Regions from separate parts of the Mus musculus genome. Here all the other regions are linked to region 4. Evidence: chromatin contacts called from public promoter capture Hi-C data. All regions are on one chromosome and are shown on one strand. The core of a region is the stretch at or near the end of the contact, and the rest is flanking DNA. Distances in the headings are between cores, read along the strand shown.

What was found. Promoter capture Hi-C pulls out the DNA fragments that hold promoters and counts their contacts.
Region 1: a promoter capture Hi-C map of pre-B cells shows a contact between it and region 4, with 7 times the contacts expected there. The contact joins the promoter of 4931414P19Rik here to the promoter of Hnrnpc in region 4. A contact is called at or near these places in 4 of 39 promoter capture datasets (cranial neural crest, hippocampal neurons, liver and 1 more).
Region 2: a contact with region 4 is called in a promoter capture Hi-C map of liver, with 7 times the contacts expected there. The contact joins the promoter of Bcl2l2 here to the promoter of Hnrnpc in region 4. A contact is called at or near these places in 3 of 39 promoter capture datasets (liver and pre-B cells) and 1 of 115 datasets of contacts at active chromatin or transcription factors (astrocytes).
Region 3: a promoter capture Hi-C map of liver shows a contact between it and region 4, with 4 times the contacts expected there. The contact joins the promoter of Naa30 here to the promoter of Hnrnpc in region 4. A contact is called at or near these places in 5 of 39 promoter capture datasets (cranial neural crest, hippocampal neurons, liver and 1 more).
Region 5: a promoter capture Hi-C map of hippocampal neurons shows a contact between it and region 4, with 2.8 times the contacts expected there. The contact joins the promoter of Efs here to the promoter of Hnrnpc in region 4. A contact is called at or near these places in 2 of 39 promoter capture datasets (cranial neural crest and hippocampal neurons).
Region 6: a promoter capture Hi-C map of hippocampal neurons shows a contact between it and region 4, with 5 times the contacts expected there. The contact joins the promoter of Mmp14 here to the promoter of Hnrnpc in region 4. A contact is called at or near these places in 3 of 39 promoter capture datasets (cranial neural crest, hippocampal neurons and liver) and 1 of 115 datasets of contacts at active chromatin or transcription factors (bone marrow-derived dendritic cells).
Region 7: a promoter capture Hi-C map of pre-B cells shows a contact between it and region 4, with 5 times the contacts expected there. The contact joins the promoter of 4930579G18Rik here to the promoter of Hnrnpc in region 4. A contact is called at or near these places in 3 of 39 promoter capture datasets (cranial neural crest, liver and pre-B cells).

Annotation. Positions count from the first base shown.
Region 1 is chr14:54,604,547-54,607,336 of GRCm38.p6, reverse strand. It overlaps 4931414P19Rik (RIKEN cDNA 4931414P19 gene), which reads left to right and starts at 1,429. Exons shown (of 7, transcript NM_028890.2): 1 at 1,429-1,534.
Region 2 is chr14:54,882,070-54,884,912 of GRCm38.p6, reverse strand. It overlaps Bcl2l2 (BCL2-like 2), which reads right to left and starts at 1,488. Exons shown (of 4, transcript NM_007537.1): 1 at 1,407-1,488; 2 at 1,029-1,116; 3 at 100-539. The coding sequence starts at 531.
Region 3 is chr14:49,170,893-49,173,592 of GRCm38.p6, reverse strand. Naa30 (N(alpha)-acetyltransferase 30, NatC catalytic subunit) reads right to left here and starts at 1,347. Exons shown (of 5, transcript NM_027492.2): 1 at 1,216-1,347; 2 at 200-977. The coding sequence starts at 976.
Region 4 is chr14:52,102,646-52,105,345 of GRCm38.p6, reverse strand. Hnrnpc (heterogeneous nuclear ribonucleoprotein C) reads left to right here and starts at 1,325. Exons shown (of 9, transcript NM_001170981.2): 1 at 1,325-1,457. It also overlaps a transcript of Rpgrip1 not described here.
Region 5 is chr14:54,925,389-54,928,088 of GRCm38.p6, reverse strand. Efs (embryonal Fyn-associated substrate) reads left to right here and starts at 1,301. Exons shown (of 6, transcript NM_010112.4): 1 at 1,301-2,651. The coding sequence starts at 2,634.
Region 6 is chr14:54,430,305-54,433,004 of GRCm38.p6, reverse strand. Mmp14 (matrix metallopeptidase 14 (membrane-inserted)) reads right to left here and starts at 1,407. Exons shown (of 10, transcript NM_008608.4): 1 at 1,032-1,407. The coding sequence starts at 1,139.
Region 7 is chr14:54,648,935-54,651,828 of GRCm38.p6, reverse strand. It overlaps 4930579G18Rik (RIKEN cDNA 4930579G18 gene), which reads right to left and starts at 1,318. Exons shown (of 6, transcript NR_038053.1): 1 at 1,281-1,318; 2 at 561-764; 3 at 15-89. Acin1 (apoptotic chromatin condensation inducer 1) reads left to right here. Exons shown (of 19, transcript NM_023190.3): 9 at 1-112.

The sequences.
Region 1 (2,790 bases), core at 180-2,679, 2.5 Mb before region 4:
TGCTGTGCAAAGCTGGAGACGTCTGCAGTCTCCTCTTCAACACAGCCAGGCCACAGCCAGAAGCATAGAAACTGCTTCCAGAACAAGAGGGAAAAAGAAACGGGAACACATCTTTTTCTTTTAATGTGGTTAAAGCATGCATCACCATTTTTAGAGTTCTTTTCATTTTCTTTTATAAACTCATAGGTCAGGGGTTCGAGTGAGGAGGAAAAGGCAGGAAGTCCTAGAAAGAAGACTTGAGAAGGGTCATGGGTTTCAGATATTAAAACATAAATAAATAGGTGAGAGAGAGAGAGACGGAGAGGGAGAGGGAGAGGGGGGGGGGAGAAAGAGAACTTAGTGTCCAGCAGAGACACTGGTGAAGGCTGCCAAACCCCTGTGGACTTGAGTTTGATCCTTCAGACCCTCTAGGTGGAGAGAATTCCTGCAAGTTGTCCCCTATTCTTTTTTTTTTTTTTTTTTTTTTTTTTCTTTTTTCTGAGACAGGGTTTCTCTGTATAGCCCTGGCTGTCCTGGAACTCACTTTATAGACCAGGCTGGCCTCGAACTCAGAAATCCGCCTGTCTCTGCCTCCCGAGTGCTGGGATTAAAGGCATGCGCCACCACACCTGGCACAAGTTGTCCCCTAATTGCCACACTTTGCATTGCGGCACGCGAGTGCCCCCACCAAAAGAAAAAATACACACACACACACACACACACACACACACACACACACACACGTATGTATGTATGTATGTTAGTGTGTGTGTGTGTGTGTGTTCGCGCAAACGTTTTATAATAAAAAGGTGCAGTGAGACCGGTTTATGGACTGCTTAAAATCGAGGTTTAAGCAATGGTCTACATGCAGGGTGTGTGAGGGAGACATTTTGGTTTCTTCAGAATGTGGTTTTAGCCTAGTAGGGGAGCCTGGCTCAGGCTGTGCAAAAACAAGCCCCAAGTGTAAGGCTACTTAGCCTCTCACTTGAACAACGTTACACTCATAGATGTTCATGTAAAGGTGGGCTGCTAGACAACTTGTGTGACCCAGAGACACTGGCCTGGGAAACCAAGGGTTGGAGGGCCTCGCCCCCCAAACCTGACGCTCAATCAGCCTAAGAGGTCCCAAGTTCGCTAGTTCTCCCAGCTTAGCAATGTCAGAGGGCGCTCACTCACAGGGTGGTTCTTCTGAGCCTGGCTTGGGGGGCGGGGAGGGAGAACGAGACGGGAAAGATGAGCGGACAGCGAGGAGAAAGGGAAGGGCAGTGGGCGCATCGGCCAGGTCCGGGAGCTCGCGGCCCTCGGGGGCCCCCCGGACGGGCGCCTCGGGTGCGGCGCGTGTGCTTGCGGGCGGGGCGGGCGGCGGCCAATCCGGGCGGGCGGCCGGGAAGGGGCGGGGCTTGTGAGCTCCGGCTCCGCGAGTCCTCCTTTTTTGCACACACACGAATACAAAGAGCCATACGACCTTCGAGTATCCTTTTTCCATTTTTTTTCCTCCTTCATCTTGTGTGCGTTTTCCAAATTTTTAAAAATAGAGATCTGTGGCAGTGCTGGGGTGAGGAAACTGTTGCTAAGGGGAATTTGCTCTTTTCCCCATTTCTTTTCCTGTCTCTCTTTCTCTTTCTTTTTCCTGGTCGAGGTTTAAAAATATACCAAGTTGAGAAGCCGTGTGCAACTGTTCCCAGACCAATTTACAGATTTTTTTTTTCTTTTTGGATCACATTTTAAGAATTGGTAAATTTTGTGGTTGAAGGATTTAAATTTTAGTCGCTTGGGGAAGTATAGATTTGTTTTTAATCGGGTTAAAGCGATAATGTGAATTTCTACCACAGGCAACAGAGAGATTTGAGGTGCCCTCACAAAGCCTTTGGCATGTATTTTAGACACACTCACTCAGAACCAAAACCAAGTGCTGTAGCAGCAATGTAGCAGCGAGTGTGACAGGCCAATAGATTAAATATACTGGGTTATTTTAATTGGGACACTCATTTCCCAGGAGAGAAGGGAAAGCTCTCTCACAGTGTTTTGCACACACAATTTCATGAGGACATTTGTGTGTATGTACACTTAAAACATACCATTTCGTATGGATTCATCTTGTGGTTTATTCTTTGTATTTATGTAAAGTATGTGTATATGTGCTGTTATCGGATTTTATTTTTAAAGTGTTTTCATTTGATTTTATGTGTGTAAAATAGACCTTAGGATGTTTTTTCCCCTCTGTGTTCCCAAATGTGATCAAAACAGGATTTCAAATGCAAAGTAAAGCGTAGAGGAAATCCTGCACTTAGCATACTTAAGAACTTTCATCCTATTGGAATTTACCTTCTTTTCTGCTTCTTTTTATATCAGATTAGTGAATAATTAAATAATTGCCCCAAAGCCTGCAGTCAGTGTGTTTGGCAAACGAAGTGGGGGGGACGGGGACTGAGTGTGTAGTCCAGAGCCTTTTAGTGACTTTTTAAATGCTTTTGGTTTTTTATTGGTTTTCCTTCCTAAACATGCAACTGTGTATATTTTAGCCTTTATGAGTAGTTTTGGGGGGAGGTACCAGAAGGGAATCTCCTGGCATTTTGACAAAGTGACCTTTTATTGGTTGGGATTTGTTTGGAAAACTCCACATCTGGGAAAGTGTGTGAGACAATATTCTAGTCCAGTTACTGAACGGGGGTGGGGGTGGGGTCCTGGGAGGGGTACTTGGGGTAGGGGCAAGAGGAGGCAAACGCAAAACCCAGGAGGGATAAGAAATACAATGTGATTGTTATTTTGCTTTCTGTGAATGCAAAGCTTCCCCCATATCGTCACATTTTT
Region 2 (2,843 bases), core at 239-2,738, 2.8 Mb before region 4:
CTTCCCAGCACAACCCCAGCCTCCCATCAGAGGCCCTATTTTCCCATGAAGACCAACTTTGTAGAGGGATGCGGAGAGCAGCAATTGAGAACTTCTTACCCAGCCCCCACTGCTGTGGATCCAGTCAGCCAGACGTGTCTCCAGGTAGGCCACCATCCAATCCTGCACTTGTCCCACCAAAGGCTCCATTTCTTTGTTGACACTCTCAGCACACAGGGCAGCCCCAAAGACAAAGAATGCCACAAGACGGCCCCAGTTAGGGCCCCCTTGGAAAAGTTCGTCGGAAACCTGGGTGAAGCGTTGCTGGGCTGAGCCTGGGGTCACGTGTAGCTGAGCGGCCAGGTCAGAGAAGGTGCGGCGGAAACGGGTCTCAAACTCGTCTCCAGCAGCCCGCATGGCTTGGTGCAGCGGGTCGGCGGCTGGGCCTTCCCCAGGGCCAGCTCCACAGACATAACCCTTCTGCCTCAGCTTATAGCCTACAAAGTCAGCCACTAGAGCCCGTGTGTCTGGGGTTGAGGCTGGGGTCGCCATCCGGGCGGCTGAAAGGGGCAAGGATGACAGACTGACATAAATATAAGGAAATTATTGACAGAGAGCAAGAAGGGACATTTCCTATTTGATCAAGCTCCTGAGATAGGTGAAATGCTCAGAGGCACTGGGCAGGGCCAAGAAAGAGCAACGGATTTAAGTCATGGGGAGGTTCAGAGCATAAGCAGCTGGCCACGTATAACATGTCAAATTAAGTGTGCAACAGGAAATCTTATTTTTAGACTACTTCAGATTCCTTTCATACGACAGCACCAGCTGTATGCCACCTCTATACACACACACACACACACACACACACACACACACACACACACACACACACACACCCCTTTTTGGCTATAGGAAGGGGCTTAAGACCTCCCCAGGAGCATGATGCGAAGATGTTGGCAGAGGCACAAGATAGGGAGGAGACAGGGGCTGAATAGGAAGATGGGAAAAGCCAAGGGCTGTAATGGGGCAGAAAGGAAGAGGACACTTACCCAGCCTGGATGGCAGCTCTTAGGACCCAGTGCTGGTGGCAGGGAGCCCCCAGCTGAGGCCTTTCATCCTCCCGGCTAGAGTGGAGCCCTGAAAAGGGGAGGGAGAGAGAACTAGGTGGGAAAGGCCTGGGTCTGGCCCGGAAAGAACTGGAACTGCAGCGCCTGGGACTGGGCCCCTACCTCCAAAGCTTTGCCAGCTGTGGGACCGATTCCGTGTTTAATGACTGCCCTCTTGGGAAACCCGGGACCACGGGCTTCCTGCCGACACCATCTCTATTCCCGGTACCCCCAAGAGCAGCCCAAAGGCCCAGCTCCTCCCATTCCCCCACCCTTAGCTGGTCTCCAACCCCGCCCGCCAGCCAGGTTAAGGAATCTCACGGGTCAGGCCGCAGCCGGGATCCGGAATCCGGTTGTTTCCTGGTGGAGGAGCTGGGAGGGAGGGAGGGAGGGAGGGAGAAAGGGAGGAAGGGAAGGAAGGAAGGAGGGAGGAGGGGAGGGCAGGGAGGGAGGGCCCGGCGCCGGGTGATGATGGGACACAGAGATGCGTCCAGAGAGAGGGGCGGGGCTGGGAGGCAGGGCTGGGAAGAGCCACAACTCCAGGAAGAGAGGGCCATTGAAGGGCTGTTCAGAGGCCATAGTGACCTGTGCCGGCTGCCTGCGAAGCCCGCAGTGTCCCCAGAGAAACACACCGGGCCTCAGCAGCTCAGTGCAAATTCAGCATTTCCGGAAGGTCTCTTCTGTTCACGCACTTGTTGAACTTTCCAGCTTGGATTGCGTGCCTAGGAAAAGCAGAGCAGTTCCTATTAAGCTGGGAACAACCTCTTGCCCTTGTGGGGCTAGTAGAAACACTAAACACAAAAATACTTCCCCTCAGGACCTTTAATGCAGTGGGCTCTTCCTTGGCTGGAGTTTCAGCTAGGTATCAAGGTGTCAGGCCTTGGTTTACAGTGTCCACAAGCAATCTTCATCTTTTGTAATCAGATTGATTTTCTTTTCATTTGTTACCCACCACAGGAGTTAATTCTTACTATTTAAAACAAAAATCAAACAATAAAAGGCACAAATTGATACAAGCTTACTAATCTTACACACCCTCTCTAAATACAGGTTACCAATGTTGGGTTAATACCTGTTTTACAGATTACATATATCTATAATTTACATGTGAATATCTACATTCACATATACATGGATTATATATACATTTATCCATACACATATGTTTATATAAATATGTGCTTTTATATATACACATACAATATAAATATGTTTATAAGTATAAATATATATGTTATATATAATTTATAAATGTATCAATATACATATAAATATAAAGTATATCAGTATAGTATATGTAAATATTTTTATATTTTTATATATTCCATATACATATTTATAATATACACATATATGTATATATAATATACATATATCTATTTATATGTGCATTTATGTATATATATATATGTAAAAATATGTATATATAAAAACCGAGTGTGTGTGTATTTTGAAACATGGTTTCTTCTCTGTGTAGCCCTGGCTGCCCTGGAACTCACTTCTATAGAGCAGGCTGGCCTCGATCTCACAGGGATTGGCCTGCCTCTGCCTCAGACACTATGGGATTAAAGGCCCGAGGCACCACTATCCAGCATGTGATAATATCTTTCTGTAGAGCAAGTTTCCAGGGCAAGAAGCTTTCTGACTACAGCAGATCCACAGGAGGGCACTCATCAGTGTGCTGATCCTCCCACCTCTCCCCCCACCCAGGACTCCTGAAGGTTGCCATTTCTTCAGCTCTGGAACTCCAGTTAAGGC
Region 3 (2,700 bases), core at 98-2,597, 2.9 Mb after region 4:
TAACCCAGATCACGAGCTCTTACCTTCCACACAGTTCCACGGAATACCTGGGAAAAGTGCGCACCTTCGCGCCTCCCATCTGTAAGGTACTATGAAAATGAAGGATACATCCACGGCCACACTCCGGGCCCTCACACTCCCTGCCCCGAGTGGCCTGGATCTCTGCTGGGCTCACCCTGTTTTCATTCCATCCACTTACCAAGAAACACAGCTGTGGCCAGTTGTGGATAAAATATCTATACGTATAAATGGAGTAGGGTTCAGACAGATCTTTGGTGATCAGTCTCATGATATCAGGCATTTGGAGCTCAGATTCATATCGGACGTATCGTATCGTCCGATCCTCCCCGGGCTCGGCCTCCCTGCCCTGGGAGCTCCTTAAACTGCAGCCGGTGGTCAGAGACGAAGACAGCAGCCGCACCTGCTCGTCCATCTCCTCCTCCTCCTGCTGCTCGGTGCCCTCCACCAGTCCATTTCGGGCCGCAGCGGGGTCGCTCGCCGCCCCCGCCGCCGCCGCCGCTGCCTCTGACCGGCCGGGGAGTGCAGTTCTTGCATTGTTGGGGACCGAGTGGGGAGGTCTCTCCCCCGGGTGTCCCTCGGCTCCTTTTGTGGCAGTCACTTTGGAGGCCCCGTCGGGGGCGGCCGCCTCCGCTGCACTCAGAACCTTACTCTTGAGGGTCGCCGCGGCCCGGAGGTGTCGCAGTTCTGGGCCGATCAAGCCGTTGAGCTGCTGCTGCTGCTGCTCCGGAGGCAGCTGCGGGCAGCGAAGGCAAGAACGCGCCTTGGCCGAGGTCGCCGCCTCGCCGCCCGCTGGGCTCCCGCAGCCGCCTTCGTGCTCCTCGTCGTCCTCCTCGTCCTCGCTGCAGCAAGCGAGCGCGGCCCCCGCCGGGAACGGGCAGCGGAGCTCCGCCGCCGCTGGGGCCGCAGGCGCTGGTGGTGGGAGGAGGCTGCTAGGCCCAGGCGGTACCTCCGCCATCCTAGAAGCGACACAGCCGAGAGAGGAGGCCATGAGAGGCGGCCGACCGGCGCCAGGCAGCGCGGACTGGCGGGCCGGGGGCGGCCGAGGCGGGGGGAACAAAGGCAGAAACCGTCCCTCACCGAGTGTCCCCAACGCCGCGCCGCCCCCACGCCGCCGCGCCGGCCACCGTCCCTGGCCGCCCGAGCCCCGCCGCCGGCCGTGTCACCGCCTCCCACCCGCCCCTCCTCGCGGCTCACCCCGCGCCGCTCCCCGCCGCCGTTTCCGCCGCTCCTCTCCCTCAGCCACCGCCGCGCCGCAGTCGCCTTCACCGCCGCGGCCGCTCCGCCGCCACCACCGCCACCGCTGTCGCCGCCGCTGCCGAGCCTCTCACCCGGCCGCCGCCGCCGCCGTAAAGCGCCTCGCCTGTTACCCCGGGTAAAGTTTCCTGGGCCAAGCTTTACGACACTTCCCTGCCTGCCGGCTGCCGGGCCAGAAAAGGGGGCGTGGAGGGAGGTGACCTGTGCAGGGGCGGGGCCCGAGGTGTCTCCGGAGGGCTTCCGGGAGGCCGCGTGCCGGGGGTGGGGCTCTAGCCTGGGGTTCCAGAGGTTCCTGCGGAACTCGCCCCGCAGCCTCCCCGGGTGGGCAGGGCTAGGTGCCCTGGGAGCTGCTGGCTGTTGACATCCAACCTCTAGTGCCTTTATGCAGCTGTACTGTTACAACTTTTGCTCTGACCTGGCGCGTGGGGCAGGGAGCGCCGGCTACAAAGGCAGCAAATCCCGGCCTGGACCGCGAATTAGAGGGAATTTAAAACATTGAGCTGTGAAGATAGCATTTTGCAATTTAAAAAAAAGAAGAAGAAGAACCTTTACCTACCCCGTTGGGACAAAAGAATGGCTAGTAGTCTTGTTGCCCCATTCCTCCACCCCAAAGATTGAAGGCATAAATGTGACAAACAGGTGCCGGACAACGAAAGGCAACAACTGGGGGAAGCGACAGAGATGGTGGCGGCTAACAAGCGTACTCCTGATTTGTGGTTGTAATTGTGTTAGGTTGGGAAGCACCTGGTAAGAGTTCACGGGATCCTCCCATGTGATATGCTAAGCAGGTGTAAAAACTTTGAGCGTGTGGGTTACCTCTGCTCTAATCCACAGCTGGTAGTTTTCTGCATATCTGATCTGAGAGTTGAGTAACTCACACGCATACTAATCAAGTTACTTATTAACTTGTAGGAGCTGAAGAGATGAGTCAGCAGTAAGGAACACTAGGGTTAGATTCCCAGCACCCAAATGGCAGTTCACAACTGTCTGTAATCCCAGGTCAAAGGGAGGCTACAGCCTTTTCTGGCCTCCAAGGGCATCAGGAATGTGCACAGATACGCCTACATACAGGCAAACACCCATAACAAGTTTAAAAAGAATAAAATGTGTTAGATAGCTTTTTTATTTATTTCAACTGATTTATAGAGCTAGTCAGGTATGCCCAAGATTCATGTTTTCAGAGATAGGCTTTTATGACAGGTGTTTGCAACTTTGTGCCATAATCTAAACTGAAAAAAAAAAAAAGTGAGCTGCAGTAGTCAGCACATGTCTGGAATCCAAGTACTCAGAAGGCAAAAGTAAAAAGCTATGGAATTCAAAGGAAGCCTGGGCTGCATAGCAAAACTGTTTCTAAAAATAAATACTAAGTAAAAATAAAAATAAATTTCAAGTGAGATTAACCTGCACTGTGGCATGGTTTGAGAC
Region 4 (2,700 bases), core at 76-2,575:
CTACCTACTTATATTTATTGTTTTTTCAAGATAGAGTTTCACTCTATAGCTCTAGCTGTCCTGAAACTTGACCAGGCTGGCTTGCACTTGAAACACTACCTAGCCCAAACTTTTCTTTTTAAAAATAAGATGTAAAATTGGGAACACATAAACTCGTTGGACTGGTTTACATAAAATAAATCTTTTGAAAATGACAAAGGCTAGGCAGGAGAGATGGCTCAGAGGTTAAGAGGACTGACTGCTCTTCCAAAGGTCCTGATCGTAACCACATGGTGGCTCACAACCATCTGTAGTGGGATCGGATGCCCTCTTCTGGTGTGTCTGAAGACAGCTACAGTGTACTCATATAAAAACAGTAAATAAATCTTTTTCTTAAAAAAAAAAAAAAAAGAAAAAAAAGGAAAGAAAGAAAAAGGCAAAGGTTTAAAGATCTAAAGATTAAAAAAAATCAGGAAATTTTTCTGGGATACAATCTCCTTTTCTCCGTAAGCTATATATACATTTCAGTGTATTTAATGTTCCTACAGTATAACCAGAGCTTTAGTGGCAGACCAAACCTGAGGGGATTAAGTAGTCTATTCTAGAAAGTGGGAAATTGAGGTGGCTGGCCATTGGGTTTGCAGACTGTGTGGCGACTTGGGACAAGGAAGCGGGTTTATAGGAGGTCGGGTAATTGCTCCTGCAGGAGAGAACTACAGAACCCAGTTGGTTTGGAGGGGGAGCTGTTCACTGAGAAGGCCATGTCCTCCCAACAGCTTATAGAATCTGGCAGAAAGAAGGGATCTGAATTTGATAATAACTGCAGAGCTAGTAGACGGCCTAGAGATAACTCTCCTCCCTTCTCAGAAGCTTGTTTGCGTTTCCCTTTTCCTAGGCCTGGGGCTAGGGCAGGCCGTTTGCACCCGCTACCAGACTCCACCCAGGCTCTCCCACCCCCGCGCCGCGGAAATGCGGTGATCTGGCCGGACCTGGGAGCTCTCAGAAGCACTGATAGGACGATGCGGCCGTCAGTCAGATCCGCCGGATACCCGGATGAGAAGCTGTGCGCGATACAAAGGCGAAAATTCCACCCAGCTTTCCGTCTGGTACATTGACCAATAACCATCCGTCAGTCACTAAGTGGCATGAAGCTGAACCAATTACTAACTAGCCTCTGTTACGCATGTGGAAATTCTCGCAATTAGCCCAACCCACCTCGGATTATGATTGGACGGAATTGTGAGGAGCGGTAGCGCTCGCTAATTAGGAGCGGGAGCGAGAAAAGTCACAGCCAATAGGAACGCCTCCAGGAACGAGGCGGGGGCTGGACTTTCGCCTCGGCGGCAGAGGAGCTCGGGGGCCATTTTGTGAGGAGACGGAGAGCGAACGGTCGTGTGGTTCTTCGCTGTTGTAGCTCCGGCGTCTCGGCGTAGACTCGCAGTAGGAGAGGCGGTCTCTTCTCTCTCTCCTTCCTTTTGGTAAGCGAAGGGGGCGAGTGCAGGGGAGGCCCTGGGCTGCTGGGCCCCGCCAGCGTGTGTAAGGGGGAAACCGGCCTCGCGGCAGAAGCCGAGGCCGCGTTTGTTCCCGTGCGGTGGGGACTTGGGTCTCATGCGGGAGGCAACAGGGCCTCGGCCTTGGCGCGGAGTCAACCTAGTGACCTCCAGGCCACGGTGCGTACGAAAATACCCTGTCTGCGCGCTCGGGTTTAACGGCTACTTTGATTTTCTTTGCCCATCAGGGATTCCAAGGGGGGACCAAGAAAGCGAAGAACGAAATGCTTGTTGATGTAATTGTCGGGGATATCTTACGGATTCCGTTATCACTTCCGAAGATAGACGCTGGGTGGGGGTAGGGGAGCGATAACATGGTGGTGTCGGACTGGAAGCTTCTAAATTCCAGGCTGGCTACATGGCATCTGAACGGCGTTTTAACAATAGGTTGAGTAATCATTACTTTTTTCCTCTAGGGGTAAAATGGTTAAAAGTCGGAGTGCTTGTGTTTGTAAAGGGAAGTGCGGAAGATTAATTTTAATTGGAATAATTACAGCTCACATTTTATCTGCAGGTTACAAATCATAAGTTAGTGGAACTTGAGGTAGGTACTACTGTCATAGAGAGAATTGAGCCTTAGAAGCGGTTGACAGGATCGTACTAGACAGGTCAAGTATTTTCACTGAGTTTCTAGGTGGTGCGCGCCTTTAATCCCAGCACTTGGGAGGCAGAGACAGGCAGATCTCTTTGAGTTCTAGGACTGCCCAGGATACACAGAGAAACTCTGTTTCGTAAATAAATAAATAGGGGGAAAGGCTTATTTTTGGGGGGAGGGGACCTGACACGGATGTTAGCAGAAAAATTTCAAGCTGGACTTGGGAACAATAATTAAAAGGCACAGCAAGGGTTTACAGCTACCTCAGTACTAGTCCTATCCCTCTAAAACTCAAAAAGGCAGTTTATAGCTATGTATGATAGTGCAGGCCAGTAATCTTTGTATTGTGGAGGCTCTGAGACAGGACCCCTTACCCATTGCAAGGCAGCCCAGGACTACATAGTAAAACCGTGCTTAAAAACAAATTAGTTTCTCTCTTGTAGGTGTTGAGTTCTTTTTTTTTTTTTTTTTTTTTTTTTTTTTGGTTTTTCAAGACAGGGTTTCTCTGTATAGCCCTGGCTGTCCTGGAACTCACTTTGTAGACCAGGCTGGCCTCGAACTCAGAAATCCGCCTGC
Region 5 (2,700 bases), core at 52-2,551, 2.8 Mb before region 4:
AAGTGTTGTTAGAGGAAGAAGGGGCATTTTCCATCTGTGTTCTCCTTGCCAAAGCAACTGTTACACGGGAGGAATTAAAACTGCCGGATGGCTATGACTAGACCAAGGTATCAGAGCTAACAAGCCAGGATTCACTCCCAAGACAGAAGCTGCCCCTACCTAAAGTCATTCCTCAAGCTCTGAGGTCCCCACCCATCTCTCAAACTGCAGCCCTGCCTGGACCTTTCACATCCTTCTGCTTAGCTTCCCCGAAAATTCCTTTTCGTTCTAATGGAGCCTGAGTCTGTTGAAGGTTTCCAGCCAGGGCATGAAGTCTGCCCTCCAGCATCACTGACCAGGGCCAGCACCATTCATCCCGCGTTCATCCTGAAACTTTCACTGAGCCACCCTTAGGTGCCAACTCTCCCTCTCCCTCGGCAGAGGGTTCTAGGTAACCAGGCAGTAAACATTGTCCCCTCGGGTGGTTCTGGGAAAATGCTGTGCTTAAGCTTGTGGAACACTGTGGTGTGGTGGAGCAACAGTGGTCTCAAAGCCTCCAGTTCACAAAGGTCCTTAAGTAAGATTTTATCTGTTCTCTTGTAAAGAGGTTACGACTAAGCTCGTTGTCTGTTTGTGCTTAAAGTGCTCATTTGTTAAACGTAAACACTGGGGAAACATTACAGCTTTGCACCTCTATTTAGCAGCTTGCTTACCAGGACACACTCCCCCCACCCCGCCCCAAATTCTTTTCTTTTGAAGAAGACAGATCTCTCCCAACCCTGAGAAGCTCTGATGTATATCTCCTCGAAGTAAAGGCTAGAGAAGAGGGCGACTGAAGGGAGGCCGCAGGAAGGGGAAAGGAGGCAAGGAGCTGGGGTTTGGCTGAAACTCCCGATTCCAGCCCCTCAGAAAGAGTTTTGTCATCTTCTGCCTACGATCTCTACTCCAGCTGCTCCAGTAGCAGCGAGGGCCAAACCAAAGACAAGAAACAGGCCCGGACTGGCAAAGGAGGCTAAAAGGCGGTGCAACCGGCCAGCCTGGGATCTGGTGCCAGCCGCTAAAGCTTCTTGTTCTCTCCCAAGGGCCAGAATCTTTGTTCAGCACCAGACTCCAAGCCTGTGGCCCTCTGGACCTCCCCGGCTCACCCCCGCAGCCGGTTTGAGCCCCTGCAAAGTCAGCGTGCTCAAACCGCCGGGACCCTAGCGCGCGGCGGAAGCAGCGCGTCCCCTCCCTCGGGAAAGACAGATGTGGGGCTAATGAAAGGGAGGCAGGGAGAGGCGTGGGGCTGGCGGGGGAGAGCGGGGGCGTGTCGGGCAGAGCCGAGCTCCCCGGAGCGCGCGGACCAGACCACCCCGCGGTCTGCTGCGCGGTCCCGAGGAGGAAGGTGCGGGGGAGAGTGGCCGGGCTGGGGCGCGCAGTTTGGCCCGAGGGTCTGGAGCTGAAACTCAACACCGCCTCGGAAAGGATCGTCCCCTTTCCCTACAGCTTCCCCTTCCCCCTTCCTCCCCCTTCTCTTAATCCCCTGGCCCGAGCCCCTCGCGAGAGGAATGGGCCTGCGGGGAGGGGAGGGAGAGCTTGCCGAGGGGGAGCGGGAGCCCGGGCAAGGGAGGGAAGGGGCGCGGAGTGCAAGGGGTGATCGGGGGCCGCGCGCGACCCCGGACCTTTTCTAACCCTCAGTGTCCCCACCTCGACCCTAGGCGAGCCCACAGCACTGCTCCTCCCCTTCTCTGTTCCCTTTTGCTCGGTGCCTTTTTCTTCATTTCCCAAGACACCTGGAGCTTCCCTAAGCTTTGGGACGCGCCGAGGGCCCGGTCCAGGGTGTGTGAGCGGGGACTGGGGCCAGAGGGGTGCCTGGGGCAAAGGGTGGTGCGCGCCCTTGAGCGCTGAGACTGAGAGGTGCCTGGCGGCCACCTCCAAGACCCGGCTGTGTTGAGAAGGAGTGTGGCCGGGAGAGCTCGCCTCGGCGCGGGCCTGGGCAGACAGCCCAGCTCCACCGCCACGCGCTCTTAGGCCTTTTGGCGCCGGCCTTTGCGCTGACTTGAGCGAGTTTGGCGACACGCAGCTCAGTTGTCGCTCCTCCTCCTTCCCCGCGGGTCCCGCCGCAGTGGCCCGGCTGCCACGACCACAGACAGCCCTGGGAGCACCGCTCTGCGCCGCTGGGGGAGGGTTGGCCCCAAGAGTCGCTCGTCCAGCCCAACCACTCAGGCGGCTTCTCCCAGCCCTCGGGGCTAGCCTGAGCTGCTTGGAGAGGCGTCGAAAGCAGCCACAGCTCCTGTCTCTTAGCCTGGGAAGTGAGCTGTGAGCCCATGTGAGTCCAGGAGGCCTCTGCGACTTAAGGCGGCAGCTGTGGGGGCCTGGAGCCCCGAGAGACCCTGGGGGACAATTTAGAGCGCGCCCCTTGGATGAGGTCCCGCAGCGACGCCCAGGCCCGCCTTACTCCTCCTCCTGCTTGGCCAAGCTGCCTCCTATTTGGAAAGTTTTGTGGGTTTTCTTTCTCTTCCTCCAACTTTGGGGGGAGGCATCTATCTCCTCAAGCGCTACAGCTTGGGGTGACCTTCTGACTTGGAGGCCGGGAACCATGGTGTGGGGCAGCCATCGCTGAAGTCAGCGAAACAGAGCCTGGCCTGAAGCAGGCGACGCTGGAGGCCAGAGCCATGGCCATTGCCACGTCGGTGAGTTCACCAGGGAAAGGAGGTTTGCCAGGCAGACACCTCCAACCTG
Region 6 (2,700 bases), core at 158-2,657, 2.3 Mb before region 4:
CAGGCAGCATGTGCCCAGGAGAGGTTCATTCTGAGGGTGCGCCCCGGCCTGGGCCCAGAGAAGAGGGAGTCAAATCCAGACCGTATCCTTCATTTGGGCCCTTCCCAGCCCTTCCCTACCACACCCAGGTCCTCACCAGGCTGAGTGGGTTGGGATGGCCCAAAATAAGAAGCTGATTAAATCCGTCTCCCACCTTCACCCCAAAATAAGAGAGGGAGGGAAAACTTCCTCGGACTACTCCCATGCCGCTTCCTTCAGGACCGGGGTGGGCTATGGTCACGGAAGAGTTAGGGATGGGGGTGGGGGCGCCAGAGTCAGTTGGGACACTCAGGGGAGACCCAGGCCAACCCTCAACTAACTCACCGAGCGAGCGACTCCCCCTAGTCTCCCCGCGATCAATGCAGAAAAATAATTATCAACAACAAAAAGGCCCCCCAAGGCGCCGGTAGGGGTGTGGAGGACGAGGGAGGAGGTGGCCAGGCTGAGCCCCGCTGCTCACAAGAAGAGCTTTGTGTGCGCGGAAGTTCGGCCCGCCGCGATCCTCGACGCCCGGGCCAGCGGCCCGCACCGAGGGCGGTCCAGGGGAGGCGGGTACAGCTTGGGCGCCCCCGACGCCCCCACTTGGTACGGATGCGTCCGTGCAGGGCCTCGGGCACCTGAGCGCTGCCAAACTGAAGGAACAACTCGCGTGTGACACCGGCCCGGACGGCGCGGAGTCCAGTGTCTCTGAGGCTCCCGCCTTGTGCCACAGTGCGCGCAGAGCTTGGAAAAGCGAGGCCCGGGCCCCGCTGCAGAGTTCTTCCAGGGAAGGGAGGAATGGGAAAGAGTCGGTGGCGGCGGAAGGGGGGTTGTTGGAGGCAGGCAAAAGTTGGATCAACTTGCAAGTTTGCAGATGAGGGGAGAAAAAGAAAGGCTGGCGCAGCAGAGCCCCCCCAGAGCCCATCTCTCAGCGGGGGCTGTCCCCTTGGAGACCCCCGGGCTCGCCTACCCGGCGGGCGAAACTCCGGGAAGGGCCGGAGGAGCTCACTTACTTCGGGGCTGAAGTTGCTGCCTTGGGCCCAGCCGAGGGAGGCGAGCGCCGTGCCAAGCGTGAGCAGGGGGAGCAGGAGGCTGCGGGAGGGTCGAGGGGCGGGAGACATGGTCCCCGGCGTCGGGGCGCCGGGCGGTGCGGGCTCCGCGGCGGGGCCCACGCCCTGGGGTCGCGCCGCCTCTCTTGGGGCGCCTTTGTCTTCTAAAGGAACGGAATGTGGATTCCTAGAGCGCGGTCGGCTTGGAGGTGAGGGAATTGCTCCTGGAAATGTCTGTTTGCTCTTCTCTTTTCCGTTTTTTGATCTTTCTTCTGCTTAGTCGGCGAACTGAGTTGGAAGCCCTCTCTGCTCTCCTTTGGTCCCTCCCTTCTCCCACAGCCTCTCCTCCGCCCCCGCCCCAATGCCCTCCTTTTTCGGTGGGGACGTGGTGTTTCAGCTCGAATCCAATTACAGCAGGAGAGAAGGGGAAAAAAAAGTTTGTCTTTTCTGTGGTGCAGGCTGCCATCTGCAGGGGTTGAGGCCGCAGCCGGCAACTAACTAGGAGCCTGGGTGTCCCAGGGGACGGGATGCGGAAGACTTTCTCTTCCTAAGCATTTTTTGGGTGGCCTGATTCCCGTAGTATTCAGCATGTCTCACTTGAGAGTGTTTAAGTATTGGGAAGCCCGATGGCTAGGAATGGTGGAGACATGAAGTCTAACTTGCGAGTGAGGAAGGTTGGGAGAAGGGACATTTACTAACAAGAGGGTTGTATGCTGAGACCTGTGGACAGCCTCCTTCTCCTCCTCTTGCCCCAAAGTTAAGACTGTAACAAAAGCCACATGCCCAACAGCCACCGCAATTACTTTGAATTGGGGGACCGACCCCTTTATTAATGGCTTTTACAATCTGGCTGTTCTATTAAGTGTGAACTGCCTGGGTAGGAAAGGGCTTCAAGGTCACAGGATCGGGGGAAGCCCGATGGATAGAAGTGGTGAAATTTGTTGGAAGAGGAAGGAATGGGAGGTAGGGTTTTGGAGTTTCCTTTAGTCTTTACAGTGGAGACAGTTCCTTCGAGCGCGCAGCTTCCGTGATGGCTGGGCAGGGAGAACAAAAGGAGAGGCAGACAGGGGAGAGGGAGGCCAGGCTGCGCTGGCTCTCCGAGAGGGAGACAGATAAGAGGTTGACAACTAGATATGGAAACACACCAGCAGTGGGACAGAGGCAGGAAAAGTGTGGGAGACAGAAAACTCGACCATCAGCGAAATGTAAGATCCAAGAATTGCATTTGGTCAGCGAGAGGAAGGCAGTGGGGAGAGGGAAGGAAAGCAAGCAAGGGAAGCGGTAAGGGAAGGGGGCAGGAATAAAGCCAGGTAGGAAGCTGCAGAGATCCACAGCTGCCAGCTTTGTGGTGGATGATGGGAGCCAAACACGGAGCACTGGAACGGGAACAAAGGTCCTTGCCTCCAGAATCCAAGGGAGGCTCACGATCAATACAATGAATGGTTGCTAGGTCATGGGCAGCGACCTTGTGTGTGGGGGTGGGGAAGCAAGGACCCTCTTTAACCTCTGGAACTTAAGTCTGATTATTACTCCTTCAGCAGAAGACCCCGAGTTTAATCCTTCCTATATCTGCCTTACAGTGTGAGTGTCTCCTGGACCATGTACCCAGATACTAGCTGCTTGTTAAGAAAGG
Region 7 (2,894 bases), core at 69-2,568, 2.5 Mb before region 4:
CAGTGAAAACAGACCTGAAAATGAGGTGCCTGAGCCTCCTCTGCCTGTTGCAGACCAAGTCAGCAATGATGAGCGCCCAGAGGGTGGTGCTGAAGAAGAGGAAAAGAAAGAGGTAACTAGCCAAGCCACCTGTTGGGGAGGGTGGGCCGAGCGTGGGCCTAGGGAGAATAGACCATCTCAGCCATCCCTCTTACACAGTGGGATGACCTAAAGGGGATAAGGCTATCCTTGGATCAGGATAGGGCAAGGGAGAATTCGCTGGTTTAGCAAGGGATGCCCCTTGTGATAACAGACAAGGTCTTTGATTTCCTTTCCCTACATGAAGCAGTGATATAGACCAGGCTCCTAATTTGGAAGTCTGTTAATGGCCCTTTTTTTTAGAGAGAGAGGGGGGAGAGGGAGGCGAGGGAGAGAGAGAGGAGAGAGAGAGAAAAACCAAAAAACCCAAGTGCAGCTTTCTTGCTGCTGAAGCTTCTGTGAAGCTAACTCCTTGAGCTTTCCCTCCTTTTTAAAAGCTTAATGGCACTTGTCGCCACCTAGTGGGGCTTTGGGTCTCTTACCGAGTCAGCCATGCTGAGGAATTTTTGTTGCTCTTCTGCCCCCCAGTGGTCTAATTACGGAAGTGTAGCTTCTTAGAAATCCAAGGGGTGAACCACAAGGCCCTCTTAGGTTTTGTTTTGTTTTGTTGGCACAAATATTACCACTTTTTCCTATACCCAGTTCAAGAGGCTTCCCCCATTGGAGCCAGCGAGGTCTTCTTGACCCTTAAAGAAATAGAATTAGCTGGGTTTGGGAGTGGTATTATTACAGGGTGGGAGGGGCTGTTGTGTGTGTAGCCTTTCTCTGGTGTGTGTTGCGGGGGTGGGGGCCGGTGAAAGTGATTTGATGTGCAGAATATTATTTATTACAAGGTCCTTCTTCCCCGTAAAACTTTGTCCAAGTACCTCATGTACGGTAATCCGCCCGTAAAATATAACCCTGCCCAACTGGCCAATCGCTGATGCCGCCTCTACCTCTGGACCCACCCGCTGCTACCGAGCCGCCCAATCAGAGCCGAGTGTGCTCCCGGTGTCTTGGCCAGAGGGGCGTGTCTGTGGGCGTCTGTGATGGGCCCCGCCTCCCTTCTTGCTTACATCGGGGCTGAGACGAGCACTGTTCTGGAGAGACTTGTACTGAGAACAAGAAGCATTTGGAAAGGGGTGGACTTGAATCATCGCCCTACTCGGGACACCCCAAGAAGAGTTGTGCCAGTGCTGGGGTGCCTGCCCACATGCCCTTACCTGTCAGAGACTGTGGGTTGCCTTGTTTGCTACAGACTGTTGGGATCCCCATCTAGGGACCAAGAAACCTAAGAGAGTCAGATGTTTATGACGACAGTGCCGAGCTGTAAACACTTGAGTGGGGCCGGTGGCCTAAGCTTTGTTGACTAGAAACCCTGCAGAGAAGTCTGGGGGTCTGTACCCAGGGGCTTAAAGCTGATGGCAGCCCAGCCCGCGTGTCACCACTTGCTCTTCAGATGGACTTTCCTTTGGTCCCTGCTGTCCATGGTGAAGGGCAGCATCGTGTCGGTCGCTTCAGCTTCTCCTCCATCCCTGGAGGCAGGGACTCACTCACCCACCCAACCGGAACCACTGTCTCAGCTGCAGTCCCTGAGGAGGTGCCAACGACAAACCGGAAGACATACTCTGAGCTTGCTGCTGAATGTGTACCAGGTCCTGGGGAAATTGACTACTGCCACCCCCGGGCTACCTTCATCAGAGGCTCCATGATCCTGCTCGGTGACAGGACCTCTCCCCAGTTACACTCAGAGGAGGAAGGGACTTTGGAGTTGTCACCTGGATCCCAAGTGTTGGCTAGTGGCACTGCTGCAGCTTGTCACTGGTGGACATAGGGTCCTGCCTGCCTCATGAAAGAAAGGCAAGGAGCATTCCTGCCGCTCACAGGCCGCTTGCTCATTCATCAGGGACTGCAAGATGATGCCCTACAGGGCCAGGACTGATGCTCTGCCCCCATTCCCCCCTCTGCCCCTCGCTGAGGCTGGCCATCGCCAGTGAACTGTTTTGACATCTTGGAAACTGGGCAGCGTCCCCCCACACGATTCCCTCCCGCCCCCCCTGCGCCCCTGGGAGGACTCTGGCAGTGCCACGCTGACTACCACGCCGTGCGCCCACCTTTTTTGCCAACCCAACCCCCCACCAATTGCACAGCGCCTAGCAGGGAGGGCTCATTCTGATTGGACGGCGGTTGACTAGATACAGTACACAGTGAGGTGCGATTGGCTGAACTGAAGATCCCAGGTGTGAGATGGTACCTGGAACATTTGTCATATTCCTAGTTTATTCTTTTATTTTCTACCTCTTCTTTAATCTTTTATTTTTATAATTTATTTTTTTATTTCTTTGTTGGGTTTATTTATTTGGTTCGTGTTTTTCTTGTTTTAATTAAGTTATTTTGTTTAATTGGTTTTTTGGGTTCTTTTATTTTCTTTCTTTTTTGTTTTTTTTTGTTTGTTTGTTTGTTTTTTTGGTTTTTATTTATTTCCTTTTCTCACTAACTTACCCATCGTGAGCAACCTAGCTAGGGGTCAGGCTGGCTCTTAACACAGACCAAGGAGACTTGGTTAGATGACACAGGTGGGGCTGGGGGTGGGAGGGGAAAGGAGATTAAGGGGGTCCTGCCCTACCCGTTAGAAGGGTGGTAGGGTGGTCTTAGTTTTTCCAGAAATAAGCACCTATAAAAGTGCCCCTGCTCTGTCTGTAGTGTCACTCCACTGTGTGTCTGGAAAGAGGCTTGCCCAAATCTGTCTTGTGGGATTTGTTTTGGTTTTGGTCCTTAGCCAGAGCCCCTGCATTTGAGCCCTGTTTGAAGGGGGAGCGTTAAGGCTCTGCTGGAGT